Regions from separate parts of the Zea mays genome. Here region 2 is linked to region 1. Evidence: chromatin contacts called from public Hi-C data. All regions are on one chromosome and are shown on one strand. Each heading gives the region's core, a stretch centred on a gene start, on an enhancer-like site or on the middle of the called end of the contact. The rest is flanking DNA. Distances are from core to core; before and after follow the strand shown.

Region 1 (6,878 bases), core at 3,595-6,094:
AAGACAAGGGGGATAAGAAACAAGACTCTTCAGATGATGACAACTGATATGTTGATGCTGCTTCGGGTGGGATTATTTTGCAAGTCTCAATTTTGCCAGGCTTTTTGGCTGTCTTGGCCCTGGCGTCTCTGTCTGCTTATTGTGTACAAGAAATTGGTGGTTTCTGGTAGTGCTTTGTTTCGTGTTAGCAGATACACTTTTGCCCTCCCAGTAATTGGGTTTGGGTCCCTTCCCATCAACGAACTTGATCCTTTTGATGAATAGTCACAATGCTATTAATTTTTCCGACTGGTCCGTTTTAAGTTTTAATGTCCGAGGTATTAACGCGGTGGCTAAGGGGAATGGTATTCATTGTGTGATTAGGGAATCCAATTGCGACATCATCTGCTTGCAGGAGACAAAGAAGGAATTTTTTGACAGGGCTGACCTAAGAAGGTTCTGTCCCAATTCTTTTGATGAGTTTGCTTTTTGTCCCTTCGATAGGAAATTTGGGGGGTTTCATTACTGTATGGAATAGTTCGAAGTTGGTTGGCAGTGCTATCTTCCAGAACGAGTATGCTCTCTCGGTTGAATTCTCTGCTATTTCGTCGGATGAATCTTGGATTATCACCAATGTTTACGCGCCCTGTTCTCCGAATGGGAAGATTGAATTCCTTCACTGGTTCTCCAATATTAATATGCCCTCGGAAAAGCGCTGGTTGATTGTTGGGGACTTTAATCTTACGCGTAGGCCTGAAAATAGAAATATCGCTGGGGGGACATTAATTTGATGCTGAAATTTAACGAGGCAATCAGCCAGCTCGACCTGTTGGAAATTCCTCTCCATGGCCTCTCCTTTACTTGGTCGAACAAACAAAGGGAACCCCTTCTTCAGAGACTCGATTGGTTTTTCATGTCGCAAGAATGGTCCGTGTGTTACCCTGACACTCTCGCAACAACGCTGCCTAGGGATATTTCTGATCATGTGCCTTGCCTGATTTCTTTCAAGTCAAAGGTCCCCAAACCCAAGATCTTTAGATTTGAAAATTTCTGGTTGCAATTTGATGAGTTTATGACAGTTTTCAAAATTCGTGGACTGGTCTGCCAAGCCTTTTGGACAAAGCGAATAATTTAACAGCAAAATTCAAGTTCACCAGAAAGATCCTAAAAGAGTGGCAGCGATCACTGCCAAAAATTGACAAAACTGTGAGACAAATTAAGTTGATTATTGAATTCATTGATATTATTGAAGAGCACCGTGACCTTTTGATTGAAGAATGGAATTTCCGCGAGTTATTGCAACACAAGGCTGCTGAGTTGCTTCAGTTTCAAAAAATTTATTGGAAGCAACGGGCTTCCATCAAATGGGTCACTGATGGAGATATCTGCTCCAGATTTTTTCATGCTCATGCAACGGTAAAACATGGCCGCAATAAAATTGCGTTGCTCTCGGATGACAGTGGCTCAATCTTTTCAGAGCATGATCTTAAAGCTAACCTGCTTTGGAATGTTTTCAAATGTCGCTTGGGATCCTCTGATTTTTTGGAAAATGTCTTTGATCTCCCTAGCTTGCTGCTCTTCCACAGTGACTTGCATTGGTTAGATGAGCCTTTTTTAAAGCAAGAAATTGATAGTATTGTTGCGGCCCTTCCTTCTGACAAATCCCCGGGACCTGATGGGTTTAATACCAACTTTATCAAAAAATGCTGGCCGATTATTTCTTAGGACTTCTATGACTTATGTGACCAATTTTACCACGGGGATGTTTGTCTTCGAAGCATCAATGGTTCTTATATTGTCCTGATCCCGAAGAAGGATAATGCTAGTTTAGTGGGTGATTTCCGACCAATTTCGCTGCTGAATAATAGTATGAAAATCATCACTAAGCTGCTGGCCAATCGGTTACAGACAGTGATGACTTCCCTTGTTCACAAAAATCAATATGGCTTCATCAAAGGAAGAACCATTCAGGACTGCTTGGCCTGGGCATTTGAATATATTCATCTTTGTCATATTTCAAAAAAAGAGATTATTGTGCTCAAATTGGATTTTGAAAAGGCCTTTGATTCTCTTGAGCATGAGTTGATTCTTCAGGTGATGTTGCATAGAGGCTTTGGGCCCAGATGGATGAGCTGGATTAGGGATATTCTTCGGTCTGGCACGTCCTCAGTCCTCCTTAATGGTGTACCAGGGAAAACCTTTCATTGCAAGCGCGGGGTTAGGCAGGGAGATCCCCTCTCGCCTCTTCTTTTTGTTCTCGCGGCGGATTTGTTACAAAGCATCATCAATAAAGTGCGGCAGCAAGACCTGCTCATGTTACCCCTGGCCGCGAACTGTGGTCAAGATTTTCCGATAGTTCAATATGCGGATGACACACTGTTGATAATGGAAGCTTGCCCTAGACAACTATTTTTTCTTAGAGCTGTTCTGAACTCTTTTGCAACTTCGACGGGGCTAAAGGTGAACTACAATAAATCAAGTATGTACCCCATCAATGTCTGTCCCGCTAAAATGGAGATTCTAGCCGGAACCCTCAACTGTCAGTTAGGTTCATTGCCCTTTACCTACCTTGGTGTTCCGCTTGGTCTGTCAAAGCCTAAAATCTGCCACTTTTTACCGCTCATTCATAGGATTGAGAAGAGATTGTCATGCACCTCTGCTCTCCTTTCCCAGGCTGGCATGCTAGAGCTTGTTAACTCGGTGTTCTCAGCTCTCCCGACCTTTTTGATGTGCACCATGAAAATTCCGGTTACCACGGTCAAGAAGATTGATTCTTATCGGAAACATTGTCTTTGGAGAGGAAATGACGTCAATTCGAAGAAACCCGCTCTGGCTGCTTGGAGTATGATTACACAGACTAAAAAAATGGGGGCCTGGGAGTGGTAAGATTAGAGACACACAACAAAGCTCTGCTTCTGAAGTTTTTGCACAAGTTCTTCAACAATCATGATATTCCCTGGGTAAACCTGGTTTGGAGCAACTATTATAGGACAGACAGGCTCCCTGGCTGCTCAAAAATTGGCTCCTTTTGGTGGAAAAGTTTGCTTAGTCTTGTCCAAGATTACAAGGGACTGGCTGCCCCAACTATTGGGGATGGAAGAACCATTCTTTTCTGGGAAGATATGTGGAATAGGGGCACCCCGGCTCATCAATATCCTGAATTATTTTCCTTTGCTTGTAACAGCAAACTTACCGTCAAAGAAGCTATCCAAAAGGAACACCTTATTGAAATTTTTCAGCTTCCTCTGTCGGTGCAAGCCTATGAACAATTTCTTGACTTAGATGCAACTTGGGGGCAAATCATGGTGGCCAACACAAAAGATGCTTGGAAACTCATTTGGGGAGCTGATAATTTCTCTACAAAGAAAACTTATAGACATTTGATGGGTCAGGCTCAAGTTCATCAGATCTTCAGATCGCTTTGGAAAAATAAGTGTCAACCAAAACATAAGGTTTTTTTGGCTTTGGTTAAAGAACAGACTCAATACAAGGGATATGCTGAGGAGGAAAAACATGAATCTTGAGTCTTACACTTGTGAAAATTGCATCTGCCAAAAGGAGAAAACCCTTTATCATCTTTTCCTCAAATGTAACTTCGCGAAGGCTGCTGGAATTCTATTGGTCTGACGCCCCCAAGAATTACTAATCCTGTGGACGCTGCAGTAAATCTAATGCAGCAGCTCAATGTTTCCTTCTCTATGGAAATTGTCATTCTCATGACTTGGAGCATTTGGAAGTGCCGTAATGCCTGGCTTTTTCAGGATAAGGACCCAACAGTGCAGCATTGTAAAAATGAGTTCGCAAAGGAATTACATCTGGTCACGCTTAGAGCTAAAGGAAGATTCGATTCGACAATACCTGAATGGCTTCAGCATTGGCAATAGATCCCGTCAATTTTACCCTTTTGTAATTTTGTAATTTACTTTCCTGTATGCTTCTAACTCTGTCGTTTTAAAATTTTAATAAAATTTCAGTAGGGGCTTGCCCCTCCTGTCCTATCAAAAAAACCTGAGAGGCCTGTGATTTTGGATGTCTTCAGGTTCAGATCGCTGTGTCGCCTACTCGCCTCGTCTAGCAGTCCCAGGCCCAGGACTGCAAAGCAAACAGGCCCCCATATGTATATCATTTGGGGTACATACAATAGTGTTTTTAGTTGTATCTTCGAGTGTGTCTAAATGGTGAATGTAAAAAAACCCAAGATATATATCTTGACGAAGACACAGTGTCTTAACTTTATGTTCAAGATAGGAGGCTAGCTGATTGATCACTTTAATTTATTTAATGCTCTAATTGGTACAATAAATATGATAAGACACATATTTTAGACATGTCCACTGTATTATATTGTGTTTTAGTTATGTCTTATACTTGGAGTACCGTTCAACAGTGTCAGGGTTGTACATGCCCTTATACGATTTTCAGCCAGCCGAGTTGTTTTTGATATTGTCCTAGAGAAGCTGGATTAGTTTTTTTTTCTAACCAGCTTTTCTAAGAATTTTGGTGTGGTTCCAGCCAGCCGAGTTGTTTTTGACATTGTCCTAGAGAAGCTGGATTAACTTTTTTTCTAACCAACTTTTCTAAGAATTTGGCGGTGGAGATAATCTTATTATCGTTGGGATTCCATGCACAGAAAGATGAAGGTATATATAGGGTTCATGATTTAAAGTGACGGATTTCTACCATTACAACGACTCGATAAATTATATCTTTATTTTGATTTTGGATGATTTTTAACAAATCGATTTTTATTGAAGTCAAAGCTAAATTTTTTTCCTCGGCTGTAGCGTAGAAAGCGGAGTGTAATAACGAAGAAGTCGCAGTCGCAGCGCCAGCTTCCCGGAGCCTTCCTTCTTCTTCCATTCCATGATTTCCCACCCTAGGCGGCGGCGTAGTGCTCCCTCCATCTGCTAGACTTTTTGATGCACCCACATCACACCCACACCCACCAGCGCGAGACTGCCATGGCCCCAACGCCGGAGGATCCAGCCGCCGACGACTCCGAGCCCTTCTCGCCGTCCATCTTCCTCGACCTGCCTCCGACACCCCACCCTGGTGACGATGGCAAGGACTCGATGATAGACCTCCATTTCATCAGGCGCTTGCTCATGGAGGACGACGACGTCCAGTTCCAGTATGCCGACCACCACGCGCTCCTTCAGGCCGCTGAGGAGCCCTTCGCTCAGATCCTCGCGGGCTCGGCTGGATCCTCTGTTTCCGGCTCGGCAACAGCCGACACGACAGCAATTTACTACCCAGACGGTACGGGATTCCATTTCCATCAGCAGACTGCAGGCCCTACGAGTACGACTGGAGATGACGGGGTAGTAACCATGGACATGCTCAACCGGGCGTTCCTCAAGGGTATGGAAGAGGCCAACAAGTTCTTGCCCGTCGTCGCCAGCAGCACCCACACCAGCCTGCTGTGTCGTGACTATGCCTCCAAACACAGAGTGGTGGATGGGATTGGGATGCCATTATTCTTCCAGGAGAGTAGTGGTAATAACCGTAGAGGCAGGGGCTGCCACCATGATGATGACGGCGACGACGAGGCCGACACTAGAAGCGCCAAGCTGATTGCACCAGAGCTGGAGGAAAGCGGCGAGGTGACCGACGGCGTATTTCTCAGAGGCTACGAGGTGGCCCTGGAGAAAATGAACGGCTTGAGCACCAACGTGCCTGGTGCCATGTCACGGCAGGGACAGGGGAGGCAGCAGAGGAGCAGCGGCAACGAGGCAGTAGACCTGCGCACCTTGCTCGTCCACTGCGCAGAGGCCGTGTCCACAGGCAACCGCCCCGGAGCGACGGAGCTGCTGCGGCAGATCAGGCAACGCTCCTCGCCGAGGGGAGACGCCTCGCAGAGGCTAGCACATTGCTTCGCCCAGGGACTCGAGCTGCGGCTAGCCGGCACCGGCGCAAAGCCGAAGCGCGCCCCGGCTGGTGTCCACCTCCTGAAGGCATACCTGCTGTCCATGCAAGTTTGCTGCTTCAGAATGGTAGCCTTCAAGTCCTGTCATATGGCCATCAGCAAGGCCGTCGCGGGGAGGAAGAAGGTGCACATCGTGGACTACGGCGTGGACCACGGCTTCCACTGGCTGCTCCTGCTGGGTGCCTGGGCCACCCGGGTGGGTGGGCCGCCGGAGGTGAGGATCACCGGCATCGACTTCCCCCAGCCTGGGTTCCGCTCGGCTACCCGGACCGAGGGGGCTGGGCGCCGGCTCAGCGACTTCGCCCGCCAGTGCGGCGTCCCGTTCAAGTTCCGCAGCATCGTCGCCACCAAGTGGGAGATGATTTTTGCCGAGGACCTCGAGATAGAGCCAGATGAGGTGCTCGTCGTCAATGGTCTCTTCTACTTCGGGAAACTCATGGACGACGAGGGCGTCGACGGAGACTGCCCGAGCCCTAGGGACATGGTCCTCGGCAACATCAGCAGGATGCGGCCGGAGGTGTTCGTCCTCTACGTCGACAACAGCTCGCACAACGCGCCCTTCTTCGCGACGCGGTTCAGGGAGGCGCTCTTCTACTACTCTGCGCTGTTCGACATGATGGACGCGACGACGCCGCGGGACAGCGACGACCGCGTCTTGGTCGAGCGGGAGCTGCTGGGGCGGTGTGCCTTGAACGTTATCACCTGCGAGGGCTCGGAGAGGGTGGAGCGACCCGAGACGTATAGGCAGTGGCAGGTGCGGTGCAGCAGGGCAGGGCTCAGGCAGCTGCCGCTGGATCCTAGCACGGTCAAGTGTTTGAGTGATTTGGTCAAGGAGGGCTACCACAAGGACTTTGTCATCGATGTGGATCAGCAGTGGCTCCTCCAGGGCTGGAAGGGACGCATACTCTATGCCATGTCCACATGGGCAGCAGATAGATAGGTACTGTAGCTAGCATTTTAAGGCTATCAAATT
Region 2 (6,700 bases), core at 1,436-3,935, 190 kb before region 1:
CCTGCTGTTGCTGCTGGAGCTCTTGCCATGGTAGGTCACGGCCGCGGACACCTGCGGCTTGTTGAGCTTCTTCCCGAGGAAGCTGCTCCTGGTCGGGGTGGAGGCCTGATGATCGGTCGATGCATGATGCATGTACATATACATATATATGCCGTCAAGAAGGTCTCAAGGAGATACATATATGATCATGAAATGCATGCATGAAGAAGAAGATCCCGAACTAGCAGCAGAGCAGCTAGCAGATGCTTGGAATTAACACGCGCGGTCACCCACCGGAGCTCCGACGGTGGAGGAGAAGGCGGCCGCCATTTCTTGTGCTTTTTAGTTCGGACCTTGCAGCTCAAAGTAGTGAGGTCGTCGAGGCACGCACACGGCGGCGTTAAATAAAGAGAGCTAGCGCTAGCAGGTATGGTGGTGGTGGTGGTGGCCGGCGTTGCGCGGTGGCTGGCTGTGCTCGGGAGGTCAGGGTCTCTGAGGGGGGAAAGGGGGCCGCAATGTGTGGATCAGCTTTGCCATCACCCTCAGGCCACACGCTGAGGATGGGGTTCTTCGATGTCCATACGTACGTGGCCCCACGCATCATCCAAGCCTAATCATTGCAAGATCGAGTAGACTTCTCTTTTCTTGGTGGCTTGTTGCATTGGCAACGTTCTGTGAAACTGCATTGCATTGCTCACGAACCACAACCTTCAATTCGATCGATCGTCTTCAGTTTCATTTCATTTAAAACAAAATTGTATGCTAGCTAGCTCAAGTGCCATAGAAAATGATTGTTTCGACATGTATGTATCTGTGTTCCTTGTCTTCTCTGATATAAATTAATACATGCGTACGTCGATAGCTACAGTTCAAATTTGTATCCGGCCGGCCATGCATTTGATGACGAACCATGCATGCACTAGCTTCAATTTTTCTTTGCTGGACGTACGTGGGGATGAAACACAACCAAAATCTAACTCAAGTAGCCAACGCCCTCTTGACCGGCGACAGCAACCATTAGCGGCCAAAGTTTGTATCCTGGCTCAAACTTAAGTACGTGCCACAGAAATTGTTTGGACAATTATATTAGTTGTACACGCAGCTGCCGTCGTCGCTCCTGGCGGTAGGGTCGAAGTTGCCGGCCTTGGGGTCAGTGCACCCCTCCGGCACGGGCACGCGGACATGCTGCGCCGCCTTGCCATACAAGTCGTCGTCGTCGTTTGCGTCGCCCAGCGCCGCCTCGCTGAGGTACTTGTCTGCCAGCTGCACGCGCTTCACGTTCTCCTGCTCCTCCACCAGCATGCGCCCGTACTCCATGAGCTTGTCCAGCGTCATCCTCGGCTGCTCGAACGTGGGCGGGCCCTCCTTGGAGTTGACGAGCCTCCTGGCGATGTTCTCCACGCCGGTCTCGGCCACCCACCGCCGCACCTCGTCGTCGTACACCCTGGCGCGGAGGGCGCCGAAGAAGTCGATGGACTGGCCCGGGAAGGCGTCCACCAGCCTCACCACGTCCTCGTCGGGGACGCCGTCGCTGCGGAAGATGCCCTTGCACACGCCCACGCGGTCCTCGCGGGTGGGAGCCCAGTAGAACTTGTCCATGCGCCCGTCGCGGATCAGCGGCGCATACAGCGTCGAGAAGTCGTTGCCCGTGACGATGATGGGCACGCGGGGGTTCTCCTCCTTGTTGTACATCCCCGGGAGCTGCACGTTGGTGGGGTTGTCGGCGATGTTCATCAGCGTCGCGTTCACCATCTGGTTGTTCACCGTGTACTGCGTCGTGCCGCCCATCCGCCCCGCGCCGGCGTCCAGGTCGTTGATGAACAGCACGCACATCTTGCCCTTCTTGATCATGTCGGCCGCCTCGCGGTAGCGCTGGCGGATCAGCTTCGCAGGCTCGCCGGCGTTGCCGCTCTCCAGCTCGCCGGCGCTCATAACGATGGGGCTAAGTATTATTAAATTTCTATTCAGTATGTACGTATGCTAGGCATGCATGTAGCTTCTTAATATATTATATTAATAATTCTTACTTGATTCCCATCTTGGCCAAGACAAGCTCACATTGGAAGGACTTCCCTTGGCCCTTGCCTCCCCAGATACCCAGGATGAGGGGCACCTTGATGTTTGGCAGGGGCATGAAGTTCTTGGCGATGTGGACAACGAGCTTGTCCATGAACGCGGGAGCGATGTAGTAGCCATCCATCATGTTGTCCAAGCTGTAGTGCCTGAGCCCCTGGCTGATGTAGTCGTAGGAGCTGAGCACGGCGACGTGGGTGCCGTCCCCCATGGGCGCCTGGAACAGCGGGTCCACGCGGCCCTTCCCCCTGGTGATGTCCTGCTGGTCGTCCGAGGTGTCCAAGGCCAGGCCCCTCCACCTGTCCTGCTCCGTCTCCTTGTTCACCGCCATGGCTCTGACTCTGATGGTGGTCGTGGCGCCATGCAGGGAGTCGTACCCCTTCTTCTTATTCCTGATGATGATGCTGGTGACGAGCTTCTTGCCGAGGAAGCCGCTCGCCTGCATACATATCTTCAGTGACTCTGTCTCGTCGATCTTACTACCAGCTAGCTGCCTAGCTCTGTAGAGTACTTACCGCGAGAGCAGCGACGACGGAAGTGGAGGAGAAAGCTGCAGCGGCAGCCATAGGTGGTCGACGGATGGATCGGAGCTTCAATTCTGAGATCGGAGTATATATATGCTATTATATTAGCTGACGATCGATGAGGATTCAACACAATGCAATTGCAAGCTGCCGCCGCACGCGGTTATATATAGTTGCAGTTGCAGATCGATGGATGCATGAATGCATGCTCTAGATCTTTCCCGTCCTTTTTGGCTGTCTCCCGCAACATCTTCTAAAATTTATTCTCTAAAGTCTAGTTTAGCAACACCGTTTTCTCGAGAGATTCTAATTTTTACAAGAGAAAATAAATTAATTTCTCTTACGGGGCGTTTGGATCCCTTCATTTTTAGAGGAATTAGAATTCACTCAATAAACTAATTTATTTAGTTTAGAATTTGACATTACACCACTTTACAAAATTCAGATATAAACTTAACTTAAATTCATGGGTGGAAGATGAGAAATGATTTTATGCATTAGTAGAATTTGTTTCTACTCTGTAACTTACATGACACTCTTTGTCTCACTCCTCTATAGTAAAAATGTAGCACATAAATATCTCCGACATCTTGCTAATAATAATATACAAATATATTTTATATAAAATCGAATTATCTTAATTGATATATGCCTAAATTACTATTATTAGAATGGAATTCAATTCCAATGATCCAAATAGGGCGTTAGGAAAATAAAAATCACTTAGGAAAATAAGATTTCCAAACTAACCCTAAAAGAATATTCCCTGTCCTTTACAACACATTCTAAAACATTATGTACTCTATATATATTTTCGTTATCTCCAGCAATATTCTCTAAATTCAGTCCTCTCTATATCTACATTGTGCCACATTTGGCAATACAAATTGGATTTTTATTGGTTGCTTAAATAAAACTATTCATATGTCGCAGAATTAAAATACGCTATGCACCATATATTGATTATTTTGTGAAAATAATATTATTACATATTATTTAGGAAACTAATGTACCAGACAATAAAAATCCCTCCTAGCAAAAATGAACTAGGAACTAATTAAAATAATTACATTTTGTACCCTACATTACTACTCGTGATTCTACAAGGAAAAAGTTATCCGACTTTTTTAAAAAATACATTACGTCGTTCATGTCTATCGACTATAATGCTTAATCAAACATTTCCTCCAGCACTAGCCAAGCGTCCACGATTTCCATGCTGAGGTAGTTGAGGAACACCAGGAGCTCGGCGAGGTAGATGACGTCGCCATTGTCGACAAGCATCATGAGGTCCACCTTGCCAACGTCGTCCCTAGCCACCGACCTCCCGCCGTCCCTCGGCTACTCCCTCTCGACCACGCCGTATGCGTTGTACTACCCATGGCTCGGACGCGTAGCTCGGCGGTGGTTACGACAGGGGCGGGGACAGGGAAGGAGGCGAGACCGTCGAGCTCAGCATCGTCGAGAGCTCCAACGACTTCGACGAGCTGTCATGCGGCTATACGTTCTGGTGCCATGGCTACCACCACCAGAGGCGGACGTCTCCTACGCTTTCACGACGATGGCTCTAGAGCTTCCGATCAAGCGTACGAGAGAATGAAAGAAGTTGGCGTGCGTGATTGAACAGTGCATAGAGACGCTATATTATAGCGGATGATTTAGAGTTTGTTGTTGGAAAGAGCCTTAATTAGCATGCATCATGCTTAGTTCAGTTAGCAGCTTGCTAGGGTCCGAGAAGTAGAAGGTGACTATAGAGCAAAAGCGAGAGACACGACAGTACGAGTAAAATATATGTATTCTTTATTGATAGAATGCCTTACTTATATAGATAAAAAGGGTGTAGTCTAAGAGGTGTTTATAATAAGAGGCCAATGCTAAGAGATACCTGTACCATCTAAGGCTTTGTTCGGTTATTTTAATTCTATATGGATTGGTGTGTATTGAGATAAATTAGGTTAGTTAAAACTTGCTATGAATTTAAACCGACTCAATATCATCTAATCTAAATAGATTAACGGCGAAACGAACAACCCCTAAACCTAAAGGGTGTCTTTTGAAGAGACGAGATCTTTTGTCAAGAGAAGGCAAGCAAATCCAGGCAGTAGAGGCTGCAATGCATACACGACACGTCATCAGTCCCGGCCCCACAGAAGCGTGCATGAATATTCTAGAGCGACCTAGCAAGCTGTGCTATGACTGAGATACCCCACCACCCGGAGACGATGAGAGCAGCCACACGCTGTGGATCAGCTAACTTGTCGATACACGTTGTGGATCAGCTACCACACATTTTTTTGAGTAAAATCCATTGAAGGTATCTGGACTTGTCCCGTACTCTCAAATACACCAAAATACTTTTAAAACCAGTGGTTCGAGCCGTTTTTTTTTGTTTTTTTGGAGATAATTCTAAGAGGCCGGCGAGGACACACCTCCCTAATGACGACGACGACCTCGTTCCTGTTCTCCAAAAGACCGTAGGGACTACATACTCCAGGCAGGCTTCTGGAATGAGACTTGGAGGAAAGTCGCAGGAGGTGCCTCGCCACGCCGGCCATATGGACAGGTGTTCACCGCATCAGTGCATTGAACAAAGGCATGCATGCCACTTGTCTTCCACCACAGCGCCGCAAAGCTGACAAGTCTGATCCTCTGCCTTATATTTTTTTTTTCTAAAGAGCTTATCGCTGGTGTGAAGCTTGTTCATCAGGAATAACCAATAGAAGTTTTGATGCCGATCGATGAGTCGGAGGAACGAACGGTCCGTGACTGAGGGCCGAACGGTCCGCGACCTGGCGCAAAAGCTAGGGTTTCTACGTGACAAGCCGGACGTTCCACGCGTGTGCAGAGGCGACGGAGTTCGCCGAACAACACCTTGATGTCGCTCCTATGAGGGACTCCGTCAGAGAGAAGAGATCCTAGAGTTTATCTTAGGATCGACAGGCCACCCAAGACGTCTCTAAATGACGTAGAGCCGGAGAGAGAAAACTATGTTACTATCTACTCCTAGGACAAAAGGTAAAAACATGAGATGATTTGATTGTTGATTCGATTGTTGGTTTTTCAATCGGCCGTACCCGTTCAAATATATAATTGGAGGTCTAGATCCGTTCCTAGGCGTTCTCCAACAGCTTCCACGTGGTTAGGGGCTAAACACGCGAGGAGATAGGAGTTTTAACCGCCTGATTCGATCTATTCACAGACCATCCACCAGCCGGACCGTCTAGGCTGTGCCCAGTGCCACAAACGGTGCTCACACATGCCCCCTGCCTTTTGGAGAATCTGAGCGAACCAAAAGCACTGACACAGGCTAGAACCAACTCGATGTGATCACATCGGTTCTCTTAAGCATCTTGCCACATACTAGGATGATATTGCTTTAGGAAACGCCCGTTTAGTGCCTTGCGCAAGTCTTTGCCTTGTAACGTTTGTAACATGTAGGCGTTACCAGATATTACTCGTGTGATCTTGTAAAGGCCTTCCCAGCTTGACGACCACTTCCCAAACTTCCGGTCTCTGCTCCTTAGTGGCAAGATGGTCTTCTATACCAGGTCTCCTGTTGGGGGCCTGCTTCGTCGCCGAAGGTCCTCTAAGCAAGTTGGCACATAAGCAGACACATCACGAAGGTACAGGCCGAAGCTACGATCCAAGGAGCTTCGACATAGTGACATGCCTTGAGACGAAGGGCTGCACCGACCTAAAAAGGAAAAGGCCGATCAGTCCATGATAGTTTGTGTCATGTTTATATTTATTTGTCGAGGGCATGAATGTAATTTCGACCGAGCTGCGTCCCGTGCCTATAAATAGATGAACAGTAACCCCGTACTGTTCACGCTGACTGGTATTCACTCGCACGTCACACTTGAATTTCCGCCTTCTATCAAGTCGAAGGTATAAATGTAATTCAATATTGTTCATATTCATTGATAATACTAAAATAAAGATATATAAATGATATAGTATGATTATTCATGATACTTCTCATGTTTCGTATGCTTCTACTTCCATTATTATGCACTGTGATGATGAAAGTATGTTCTTCATATCCTTCGTCTGAAGATCATTATATCATAAGGGAAATAATGCTTCGAAGGACGAAGGACTTTAACCATTAATGTTTTGTGTTG

The links. A called contact is a pair of places that touch in the nucleus more often than the background predicts.
Region 2: a contact with region 1 is called in a Hi-C map of ear, with 2.8 times the contacts expected there. The contact joins the promoter of LOC100382265 here to the promoter of LOC100279519 in region 1. A contact is called at or near these places in 4 of 25 Hi-C or Micro-C datasets (ear, leaf and tassel).

What each region holds. Positions count from the first base shown.
Region 1 is chr4:1,033,836-1,040,713 of Zm-B73-REFERENCE-NAM-5.0, reverse strand. It overlaps LOC100279519, which reads left to right and starts at 4,844. Exons shown (of 1, transcript NM_001152518.2): 1 at 4,844-6,878. The coding sequence starts at 4,899. The coding sequence ends at 6,845.
Region 2 is chr4:1,219,257-1,225,956 of Zm-B73-REFERENCE-NAM-5.0, reverse strand. LOC100382265 (RUBISCO activase1) reads right to left here and starts at 2,685. Exons shown (of 3, transcript NM_001175017.1): 1 at 2,568-2,685; 2 at 2,007-2,491; 3 at 964-1,921. The coding sequence starts at 2,618. The coding sequence ends at 1,066. LOC541712 (RUBISCO activase 1) reads right to left here and starts at 328. Exons shown (of 3, transcript NM_001111451.2): 1 at 274-328; 2 at 1-105. The coding sequence starts at 309.